3 separate regions of the Danio rerio genome follow, and regions 2 and 3 are each linked to region 1. The links are chromatin contacts, called in public HiCAR-type and Micro-C maps. All regions are on one chromosome and are shown on one strand. The core of a region is the stretch at or near the end of the contact, and the rest is flanking DNA. Distances in the headings are between cores, read along the strand shown. Region 1 holds the start of ddx1 (DEAD (Asp-Glu-Ala-Asp) box helicase 1). Region 2 holds the start of smek1 (SMEK homolog 1, suppressor of mek1 (Dictyostelium)). Region 3 has its middle 25 kb from the start of smek1.

Region 1 (3,592 bases), core at 761-3,260:
AACCTTTATTTTAATTTCAATTTTCCAATGTTTGTTGTGTATTCTATCATTTGAAGCTAATTTCCTTCCATATTTGTATCGGTTGTTGGGGGTGTATCTCGTATTTTTATTTTCCAATGTTGACAGGTACAGTGTAATCACTTGCTTTTCTGACACACAAAGCCCATGCTAACATACAGTAAGCAGATCTAGTTTCTAACTTAAATATGTAAATCAAATGTATATATTTAAAATACAAGTTAAGAGTTTAACAAAGAGTTTATTTATCAATATGATGACATATAGCTTATATCAATATGATGACATGTAGCTTATATAGGCTACTATATGTTAATACTTTACATTTAAATACAGCAGTTTTCTTTTTACTTTTAAGAACAGTGCAATTTTAATTTACTTTTAAAAGCACATTTTAATTTAAATGTTGGCATTTTATTTATTTATTTTACCTGTAAGCACACAGTACAGTGATCATGTTCAAGCTACTCATAATGGTTTATATTTGATATATTTATTATAATGGTATATTTATTATGGCTGACAATAACAAATATTTGTAATAATAACAATAATAATCAGAATTAATCTGCCACATTTTTAAACTGTGCAGAGCTGTAGCTGCATATTTAGGCCTACTATGCTACTGCACTTCAATACCAGTCATTATGGTGGTACTTGGAGAGATATTTTTTAAGGTGGTACTTGATGTAAAAAGATTAAGAACCAAATATATAATATATAAAAAGATCACAGTGCAGCACAATATAAATTAACACTTTTGTATAATCACATTTATTTTATTTAATGCTATAAAAACCTAACAAAAAATCATTATATTGAGTTTTTTTTTTCTCAAAATGAAATACAAAATGATAAAGTACTTCTCATGCAACGAAAAATACAGCAATTCCCAGCATACCACCTTAAAATCACAATTAATCTGACTCAACAAACAAGTTTACTGTACAAGCAACTTGATCAAGTCTGCAAAATGTAAAACCACTAAAGATGTGATTAGCACACTTATCCCAAAGAAGTTTATCTAATCTTCAGTAAACCTGTAAGCCAAATAAACACTCATATTGAAACACATGTTCTCTGCAAAGTGAAATGACGACTGCCTCAAACACATGCGAGCGGCCTACCTAGACAACACTGGCAATTATAGTCACGTTTTATTCAACTTTTCAGACATATTCAATAATGACAATAACTTTGGCATATATTGCAGTCATAATGTATTACTGTACATCTCTTTACCTGTCACGGCTTTTGCAACCAGTGAAGAGTTGTGTTCCTTCAGTCCACGCAGCTGAAAATAAAACACACTCATGTAATATTTGTATAAACCAGTTGTCAACAGTCTGTTAACTGAACAGTTGAAACGCGACAACTAGCAACAGCTCAGCAAAACAACAAACATGCAAATAAATACCGCATATGAAAAGCTTTAAACCACCATAGAGCTATTTAGAACATTAAAAAACACACTGTCTATAAACCCTGGGTGATGATGAACTTGGATACGTGGCTCAAAACTACTTGCGCAGAAACGGTTTAATTAAAAGCATGCGGATATTCCAATAATAATAACTTATTCAAATAACGTAAGCGTATTTTCACAAACCTGAGTGTCTGTTTCGGGCGGCCATTCCGTGTTAACAAGTAAATCATATAAAATGTTCTCCTCCTCGTCTTCTAGAATAATATCACCTGCCATGTTTTCAATGAACTAACGTTAGAGAGCGCACACGTCAAACTACGGCGGCCTGCGAGGTACAAATAAAAAGACTGCTTATGCTTGTATTTAATGCTTCGGGTTCTCCGTAGGTTGTTTTGTTATAGTATCTCTAACTAATTTTGTTATATTTATTTATTTGTCGCGAAAGACGCTACAATAAACAGTCTACGTTTCCTATTATTAAAATAAGATAAGCGGAACAGATGCGGGAAAGCGTGTTCCGCACGGGTCGTTTCTAACTTGTACCCTGTCAAAACTAGCTTACGCCACTTCCGGTGAAGAGGCTCGCAGGAGTTTGACACCATGGCAGCATTCGGCGGTGAGATTTATCTGTCAACGTATTTGTGAGACCTATAAGAATAAGGATTTAATAAAACGCCGAATGTCTGTGAACCTATATCTTATTGTTTTGCCTTACAGAAATGGGAGTGATGCCAGAAATTGCACAGGCGGTGGAAGAAATGGACTGGCTGTGAGTTCTAATGATCTTACATCATAATGTGTATTATTAATATATTTGTTATGCTTGTATAAATTAAGTAGATGACGGTTTGATGGTCACTTTTAGGTTGCCAACGGACATTCAGGCCGAATCCATTCCACTGATTCTGGGTGGAGGAGACGTGCTCATGGTGAGATCTGATATGCATTGCAAATCAATGAGGTAGAGTTGGGTTTATATTCGCACATTCATTCAGTGACAACCGTCCCTATATGGTTTACCATGGTACTTTGGATATTCAGTCTGAAGTCGCATGTAAGTATGACTATAATAAATAACTAACAACTATGTGACAGAACAATGTTGTACTTTAATGGTCATTGGCTGCTTATGTAATTTCCCTATTTAGAATTTGCAAAGAATATTTTTCTAAAATATATATTATATTATAATAATTATATTATATTGAGAGCCCAAATCCCTGAACATAAAACCAACTTTTACATAAAAATCATATATAACTGTTTTATGAGTATAAAAGCTGTTTACCATGCATTTACATCTTTTGTAGGCTGCTGAGACTGGAAGCGGAAAAACTGGAGTAAGTATGGGACATTTGTTTTTGGTCTCTTTATTTAAAGGTACACTTGTTGCTGTTGACAAACTAACTATGACTCAATGAAGTCCTAATTTGCTGCTTATTAATAATTGTTAAGGTACTTGTTAGGTATGTGGGATTGGGTAGGATTAGAAATGAAGAATAAGATCATGCAAAATATGCACTTTATAAGTTCTAATAAACATCCAGTATTTTAACAATAGGCAAATAATAAGCCACTAGTTAGAGCTTGAACTATAGTGTTACTTTTACCCATTTATAACTGAACATGTGTGATTTTAGCTAGGGCTGCACGATTTGGGGAAAAAAAACTGACATTGCTATGTATTAAAGAATTCATCATTTTACATTGATTGGTATTCAGAGTGCATCTACATAAAATATGCTGTACATAGTAACAATGCATAGATGAAAACAATACAACAAAGATAAAAAATAAATAAACAGTGCTTCATGGTTTCCGGTGAAGTCATTGCAGGCTTAGCATTGAGGTTCAACAAGCAATAATCAAATGTAAATTAACACTTCTTTATTGTATAGATAAGTAAACACAAATCATCTTTGTTAAAGTTGTAAACTTTATAATTTCTTGTGCCCAAAATAGTTTAAATTAGCTTGAAATCTTAGTCACAGGCCTTAAAATCACAATAAAATGAAAGTCTTTCACATCGTTAGAACCTGTTAGATTAGGTCATGTTGTTGGTCATGTTGTTTTATGCACAAAATGACATTGCAGATGCGACGATGTGGCTATTGCACAATCGCACATTGCAATATTGATGCTGAAATG
Region 2 (3,592 bases), core at 275-2,774, 310 kb after region 1:
TTTCTTAGCCACAATTTAAACAAGAGAAACCTTAATAATGATTTTAATGCAAGACAAAAGTAACTTTAGATTTACACTAAGCAGCTAAAAATGTAAATGTTATATATATATATATATATATATATATATATATATATATATATATATATATATACACACACACAAAGTAGTATGCAGTGCTGATTTAATCATCACTGATGTAGATTAAAATATATAAGTTTGTTTCGAATACGATATAAAAAGGAATGCAGTCATGCAAACTAATTTATTAGTTTAAATTCTTACCATATTCACCTGTTGTGTCTTGTCTTTATGAAATATGTGTTGCACCAAAACATTTAGAAGCACTCAGGCTAACTATGCATTGTGAGTTCACAAAAGAGTGCAACGCACCTGCTGTTTTTGATAGGCGGTGTTAGGATTGATTTTGGACTCCAGCAGCAGTGACCCTGTCATAAAGAACGGCCTCATGTTAACGTGCTTGATCAGTCAATGAAAAGCAAACCTGTTCATCATCTTCCAGTGTTTTGAAACCTACCATCGCTTTCGGCGCGCACCAGGAGAGACATGCCTTTGAGCCTCTCCACGTAGGCGGATGACACATGTCCCGTTCCCCGATCGTCCCACTGGCGGTCCTCATTCAGAGTGTACACTTTTACTCGTCTACGAGTGTCAGTCATCCTTGCAAGTAACTCTCGGATAGGCTTTTGCCCTTGATTCAATAAATCTCAAAGTCCTCGAGATGCAACAGAATCTGATGTCAACTTCAAACTGAAATGTACGGCGTTCGCGGGCGAGGAGCTGAAGCAGTGTGTTGTTGTGGAGTCTCTCGCAGTAAACTTGCGCTGTCCACACAATTATTCTGACCAGTCCAGTGATGGTCAGCTAGCTGCTGTGTGCAGCCGAGACTCCCCACAACATACCCGGTATTTTAAACTCTCTATAAACAGAAGCACGAAAAATAAGAGTGAGATGAGTTTAAAAGCATGCAGCCAGAGCGCGGATGAAGAAAGTGTTTGCTCTTCTTCGTGCCCCCTTACTTTAAGCTAGCTAGGCTAAGCTAACGCTGCGACTAATTCAGTCAAACGGGGTTAGCGTAGCTAGCGCCTCAGCTAGCAGGCTATCTCCTCTCGAGAGTCATTTTAACACAGAATTGCGCAAAACACACGCGAATGAATTTCAGAGACGTACCGATAACGCTATTTAATCATTATACTCACGCGAGGTCGGTGAAAAGGCGGGAAGAGTCGTGTATAAAGCGGCGCGTTCATAATAAGCTAAGCTATATTTTCTCCAGGTATTCCGCCATATTCTGGCTAAGGGCCGCGGTTGGACCAGCCAGTCTCTTCACGCATAAATAAACATTCCCCGATGCAACTACTTGAACAGAGTCACTTGTTTTGCTTTCCGGAACGACGAATGGCCAGCGCGAGCGTCGAGCACCATGAAATAGCAGCGTCTTGACGAAAAGTAATTATTAGCCCCACTGTGAAGATTCGGCCATCTTGGGTCCCCTCAGAAAGCCGCTACGGGGTTTCCTGGTTGCAGACGCAGGGCCGCCGCCACAGTTTAAAGACACAGTGCGCCAAAATGTCCAGCGCAGACAAACAGTGGTTTCGTAACACCACCAAACTCGCACTGCTGCTGCTGAAACGAGAGGGCTGTGGAGACTGGAAAGGAATGTGAATGAGGCTGAAAATACACGCGGACGCGCGCCTGCTGGAGCGCGCTGAAAGATTAACCTTGCTACTGTGTACAGTAAAATCAAATGCAGATGTTTAGGGTTGTTTCATTACCTTGTCACTGAGATCATACACAAATACATACTATAGTTTCTTGAACATAAGTCATCGTTATACGTTGGAAAAGCAAACTCTGCTGCACCATATCATCCTTATCCTGGGCAAAAAGGCCACTGTACCAGCTAAATCTCAAACCTCAAAGTCTTGACCAGTTGCACCACCAGCTCGTGGATTATATAAATGTAAATGAGGTGTTGATTATCTGTGCAAAACACATCATCACAATTTAAGTACTGATTCGACAGTGTATTTTGATATGTTGCCAGGTGGTGCATGATATATATATATATATATATATATATATATATATATATATATATATATATATATATATATATATATATATATATATATATGCATTTTGACTCTATTTACTTTCCAATAGATAAATATAGTGTTCTTTAGAAAGATGCAACCCCAACAACTGGGCTGTCATGCAAATCACAGCTTTTTAAATATTTTTTTCTGTCAGTATTTTTAAAAATGATACTGTAATTCTCTCTGTGCAAAATTACAAAAGATTTAGTGAAAACTTTGTTTGTTTTTTACATGTTTGGTCTATGAAATTTGAATTTAGATTTATTTATTTGAGAGGAACATCAAAAAGGAAACTTGAAAAGGAAAGATTTAGCAAAGTTGCTATTTTCCACATGCAGTCCCTGAACAGGTACATCTTAAAACAGTCAAATATATATATATATAGTTGAAGTCAGAATTATTAGCCCCCTTCAAAAAATGTTTCTTCTTTTTTAAATATTTCCTAAATGATGTTTATCAGAGCAAGGAAATTTTCACAGTATCTCTGATAATATTTTTTCTTCTGAAGAAAGTCTTATTTGTTTTATTTTGGCTAGAATAAATGCAGTTTTTAATTTTTTTAACACCATTTTAGGGACAAAATTTTTAGCACCTTTAAGCTATATTTTTTCTCGATAATCTACCGAACAAACCATCATTGTACAATAACTTGCCTAATTACCCTAACCTGTAGTTAACCTAATTAACCTAGTTAAGCCTTTAAATGTCACTTTAAGCAGTATAGAAGTGTCTTGAAAAAGACCTAGTAAAATATTAATTACTGTCATTATGACAAAGATAAAATAAATCAGTTATTAAAACTATCATGTTTAGAAAAGTGTTGAAAAAATCTGCTCTCTGCTAAACAGAAATTAGGAAAAAAATAAACAAGCGGTCTAATAATTCAGGGGGGCTAATAATTCTGTCATCAACTGTATATATTTATATTTTCATTTAAACTCGGATATGCATAAGCAAGTACTTAAATCAACTTGAGCTTAAAGTGAAACCACCATCTACCGGCCTGGCATGATCACCTGGCATGTTTAACACATTAGTCTTCATCAACAAGATGGTTTTGATGTCAAAAATGCAAAGAAAACTGTGTTTGCATTCACAATTGTTTATTACAATCAACTGTAACTCACATTTATAATTGCAATCATTTAGTCAACAGCTGAAGGACAGAACCAATTCTAGATATTCAACCATATTTGAATTGTTAGCTAACATACTATTTAATTTGTACATTTCGATATTAATTGCTTTCACCCAGTTGACCTTGATTTATTTTTTCTAAGTATTGGGGTCCAGGAGTCTTGTTGAAGATTCAAACAGACAAGTCACTTCATAAAAGTAGTTTTCTCAAAATATCTCAGTAAAAACTGAATCAACTTCCAAGAAAAAGAAGGGAAAAAAAGAGTTTTGTGACATTTCCCCAATATAAAAAGTAGAATTAAGAAGTCTACTAAATGTAACATTTATGCTAGATT
Region 3 (3,592 bases), core at 299-2,798, 290 kb after region 1:
GAAAGTCTGAGTTGAAATACTTTTCAATTAGTCTAAAACTGTATAGTCGGTTGATGACAACTGCCTCTTTGAAGACACAAAACACTAAAGCCATAGCACTCCTAAAAAATGAAAATGTACTTACTATTTATCCAGCACCAGTGTGTTCCAAAATGACGTAAGTTTCTTTCATCTGTTGAACACAAACAATGTTTTGAAAAATGTTAGTAACAAGTTAATAGTTGTCATTGACTTAAAAAAATAATATTGAATTGTGATAATGTTTCTGAAAAATACAGTTCGTAATGCATAAATGCACCTTGGTGGGCAAAAAAGGACATCTTTTTTATATAATTAATTGAAATCTTTGACAAGTACATTTTCACCCACTTCAAATGTTATCACTCGATTGAATAACCAATATCAGCCGATGGATATGGGCCAGTAGGGGCTTTCGCCACCTACTAGTAGGCTCAGAAGGTTGTTATCCATCCACATGGTTAATTAGCTATACTAATAGAGAAAACTCCAGATCAATATTGCTTTTTTACATTACTGTGATGGTTGGGTTTTAGACATTAATAAAACACAATTAATGGAAAAATCAATAAATAATATAAATAATCCTCTATAACTTCCATCCGCAGCCGTATGTGATCTATAGCTGATTAACTATGTGGAAGATAACAACAGCCTTGAGCCTAGTAGGCGCAGACGGCCCCTACTGCCCCATATCTATCAGCTGATAACGCTCATTTAATCGAGTGATAACATTTGAATCAGCTGGTATTTTCTGAAAAGTTCACTATTTTAATCATTTACAAGAAGAGCAATTCAGATGATGTGCCATAAACACTTAAAGACTTTGTTACTCTACCTGTACAAATACAAAAGTGTGTGCTGTATTATAGGACATATAAAGCATTCTGCATAGTTTACTCAAATGTAACTGGACGTTTTGTAAAATAAATATTCTGTATTGTGATAATACAGAAAACTGGACTGAGAGCTTCAATTCACTTGAATTGCTATGTTGAGCTGCTTTGACACAATTTACATTGTAAAAGCGATCTAGAAATAAAGATTAATTGAATTGAATAAACTTTCTCTACTCTTGCAGAAAAAAGCATAGGCTACTGTATTTACTGCAAAAATGCATCATGATTTCCAGAAGATAGCAACTTACAAGAGATGACATCCCTTTCAGAATCTACATTCACGTCGGCAGCATGCGCAAACCAAACGGACCAAATATATAAACACATGAAGGATGCAACTATCACTGGATGTGGAGTAACGCTTGGGGGACCATGCTAAAGCGAACAAAAGGCTTCAGTGAATAGGCCTATATTCCCCCCTAAAAAAAGATCAATCACTTTTAAGACGTTTATTCAGTAATCAGGCGAACTCAAAATAAAACAAATCCCAATCATGTGAATCAGTCAGTTTCTTTAGCGCCTTAATCTCAACCATATGCTCAAACTTTTGCCCTCTGCTCTCTCTCGGCTACCGGGCACCGTTAGACACAATGACGCATAAACGGAGAGGCGCCCGTGGCTCCTCGCTCCCACCGAAACGGATACGCTGGAGTTTTACACGGTGATTAATCACACAAACAGACACGCTATGCTGAACGCGGCCCCCGATCACCTCCACAGCGGCCGCCGGGCCAAAGGAGGAGCCCCGGCCGACACAGAGGCCACTTTGTGCAGCGAACACAAGCGATTGTCGGTCGGGGCGACAGGGTCCAGTTGTGCACATGAAAGTGCACATTGTGCGGCTGTTTTGACAACCTCGTCGAGAGACGCGGATGATTTCCTGCTCGCCAGACTTTACTGCCTCTAAACGATTCTACAATCTGTCACAAAAGCCGTTCTCGTGGGACAGGGGGAAAAGAGTGGAGGCCGCGCGCCCTCTGTTGGAGGGACTCGAGTAGTGCAGGAAACACTCCGCTCTAAACGTAAAGTTTTTGAAAGCAAGATGTCATGTTTCAAACAGCTGTAATTAGTTACCATATACTAGTATAAAATATTGGCTTTAAATGTGTACAATTTATCTAGAATATAAATAATAGTTCACTTTAGCATAATTTTATAAACCTATTCCATAGAATTTAAATGTAGCCTACATTATAAAACGGGGGCTCAATCCTGCTCCTGAAGATATACCTTTCTGCAGAGTTCAGCTGCAACCTTGATCAAACACACCTGTCTTTAATTACCAAGTGCTCCTTTAGATCCTAATTAGTCGGTTTAGTTGTTTGATTTTTAAAACAAACCAAACCAGTGCGTCATACTTTTATTCTTTTTAAAAATATTTAGCGGTTTGGTTTGTCCAACATAATAACATAACACATAACATGACATAACAACATATAATTACTCACTTTCCTTTGACTTAATCCCTGCATTATCAGGGGTCAGCACAGCAGAATGAACCACCTATTATTTTAGGATGTTTTATGCAGCATATGGCCTTCCAGCCGCAAAATAGTTAGCCTACATATCATTTAAATATTGAAAACCTTTTATATATTTGATCCATTTTAACTCATATTTTTTTCAACGCAAATGCTAAAACCTTGATTGTTTATAAAGATTTTTAGATTAAATTAATGTGTAAAAAAAGTATTTACCGTCACTTTAATGTAATAATGTAGTTTAATGTAAAAAAAATTTAATTTCTTAAACATATTGTGCTTATATTTATGGCTTGAATTAGCTTAGAAAATTGTCATAATTCACATTCTGTACAAGTGATGTGAGAAATATGAAATTCTATTTACTATCCAAATGTTTTCATCATGATTCCAGATATCACACTGTAATAACTTACACCGCTGGTAACCCGTTGCCTCTAAGCCAAGAAAAGTTGACTTTACTTTAAAAAGTGGGTATAAACCCATTGTACCTTGGAACTGTTAAGGTGCATTTTTTTACGTAATTAAGTAAGGTCAAAATCGCTTTTAAAGTAACAGGTTTAGTCCCTAAGTAAAGTCAACCAATCGTTTTAAAACTTAAAGTCAACTAATCACTTTAAAACAACCTGGTTTACTTATTTAAGTCAACTAGTTGCTTTAAAAGTAATGGGTTTCTCACATTTTCAAGTAGTCAGCTAATCTCTTTTAAAGCAACAGGTTTATTCACTTGTTTAAGTCAACTAATAATAATAAAAAATAGGCTTATTTTAAGTAAATCAACTAATCACTTAAAAGCTACAAGTTTACTACCTTTTTTTAAAGTCAACTAATCATCTAAATCTAATCTAATCTAATCATTGTAAAAGCAATGGGTTTACTCTGTCTACTTTTATAGTTAGCTAATTGCTTTTAAAGTTAGCTAATCACTTTTAAAGGTAACCAATTGGTTTTAAAGTTAATTGCCTTTAAAGTTAGCTAATTGCTTTTAAGGCGATGGGTTTATTTCTTATTCTTCACCCTTTTTTCTTTTAAGTCACTAATCAGCAACAGATTTTTTAACTTGAAGTCAATTAATCGTTTTAAAAGCAACAGGTACTAACTTTTTAAGTAAAGTCAACTAATATCTTTTAAAGCAACAGGTTTGCTCACTTTAAGTAGTCAACTAATCGTTTTAAAACCCACAGGCTACTCACC

The links. Hi-C and Micro-C count contacts between places; a contact is called where the count stands out from the background. HiCAR-type assays count read pairs that join an accessible place to other places.
Region 2: a Micro-C map of caudal fin shows a contact between it and region 1, with 4 times the contacts expected there. The contact joins the promoter of smek1 here to the promoter of ddx1 in region 1. A contact is called at or near these places in 2 of 18 Hi-C or Micro-C datasets (caudal fin and embryo) and 2 of 4 datasets of contacts at active chromatin or transcription factors (caudal fin and embryo).
Region 3: a HiCAR-type map of caudal fin shows a contact between it and region 1, with 8 times the contacts expected there. The contact joins the enhancer-like site here to the promoter of ddx1 in region 1. A contact is called at or near these places in 9 of 18 Hi-C or Micro-C datasets (caudal fin, embryo, fibroblasts and 2 more) and 2 of 4 datasets of contacts at active chromatin or transcription factors (caudal fin and embryo).

The regions. Positions count from the first base shown.
Region 1 is chr20:36,039,192-36,042,783 of GRCz12tu, forward strand. It overlaps ddx1 (DEAD (Asp-Glu-Ala-Asp) box helicase 1), which reads left to right and starts at 2,011. Exons shown (of 26, transcript NM_001197324.1): 1 at 2,011-2,060; 2 at 2,162-2,213; 3 at 2,310-2,373; 4 at 2,755-2,784. The coding sequence starts at 2,045. nbas (NBAS subunit of NRZ tethering complex) reads right to left here and starts at 1,720. Exons shown (of 53, transcript NM_001044807.1): 1 at 1,628-1,720; 2 at 1,261-1,312. The coding sequence starts at 1,720.
Region 2 is chr20:36,353,583-36,357,174 of GRCz12tu, forward strand. It overlaps smek1 (SMEK homolog 1, suppressor of mek1 (Dictyostelium)), which reads right to left and starts at 1,525. Exons shown (of 15, transcript NM_001044809.1): 1 at 539-1,525; 2 at 394-449. The coding sequence starts at 680.
Region 3 is chr20:36,328,578-36,332,169 of GRCz12tu, forward strand. No RefSeq gene overlaps it. Among named protein-coding and RNA genes, the nearest start is that of smek1, 25 kb to the right of the region's middle. Within about 2 kb of position 1,549, at least 37 of the 62 cell types and tissues checked have an H3K27ac peak or open chromatin away from gene starts, as enhancers often do. A contact at or near this core is called in caudal fin, where this site is marked.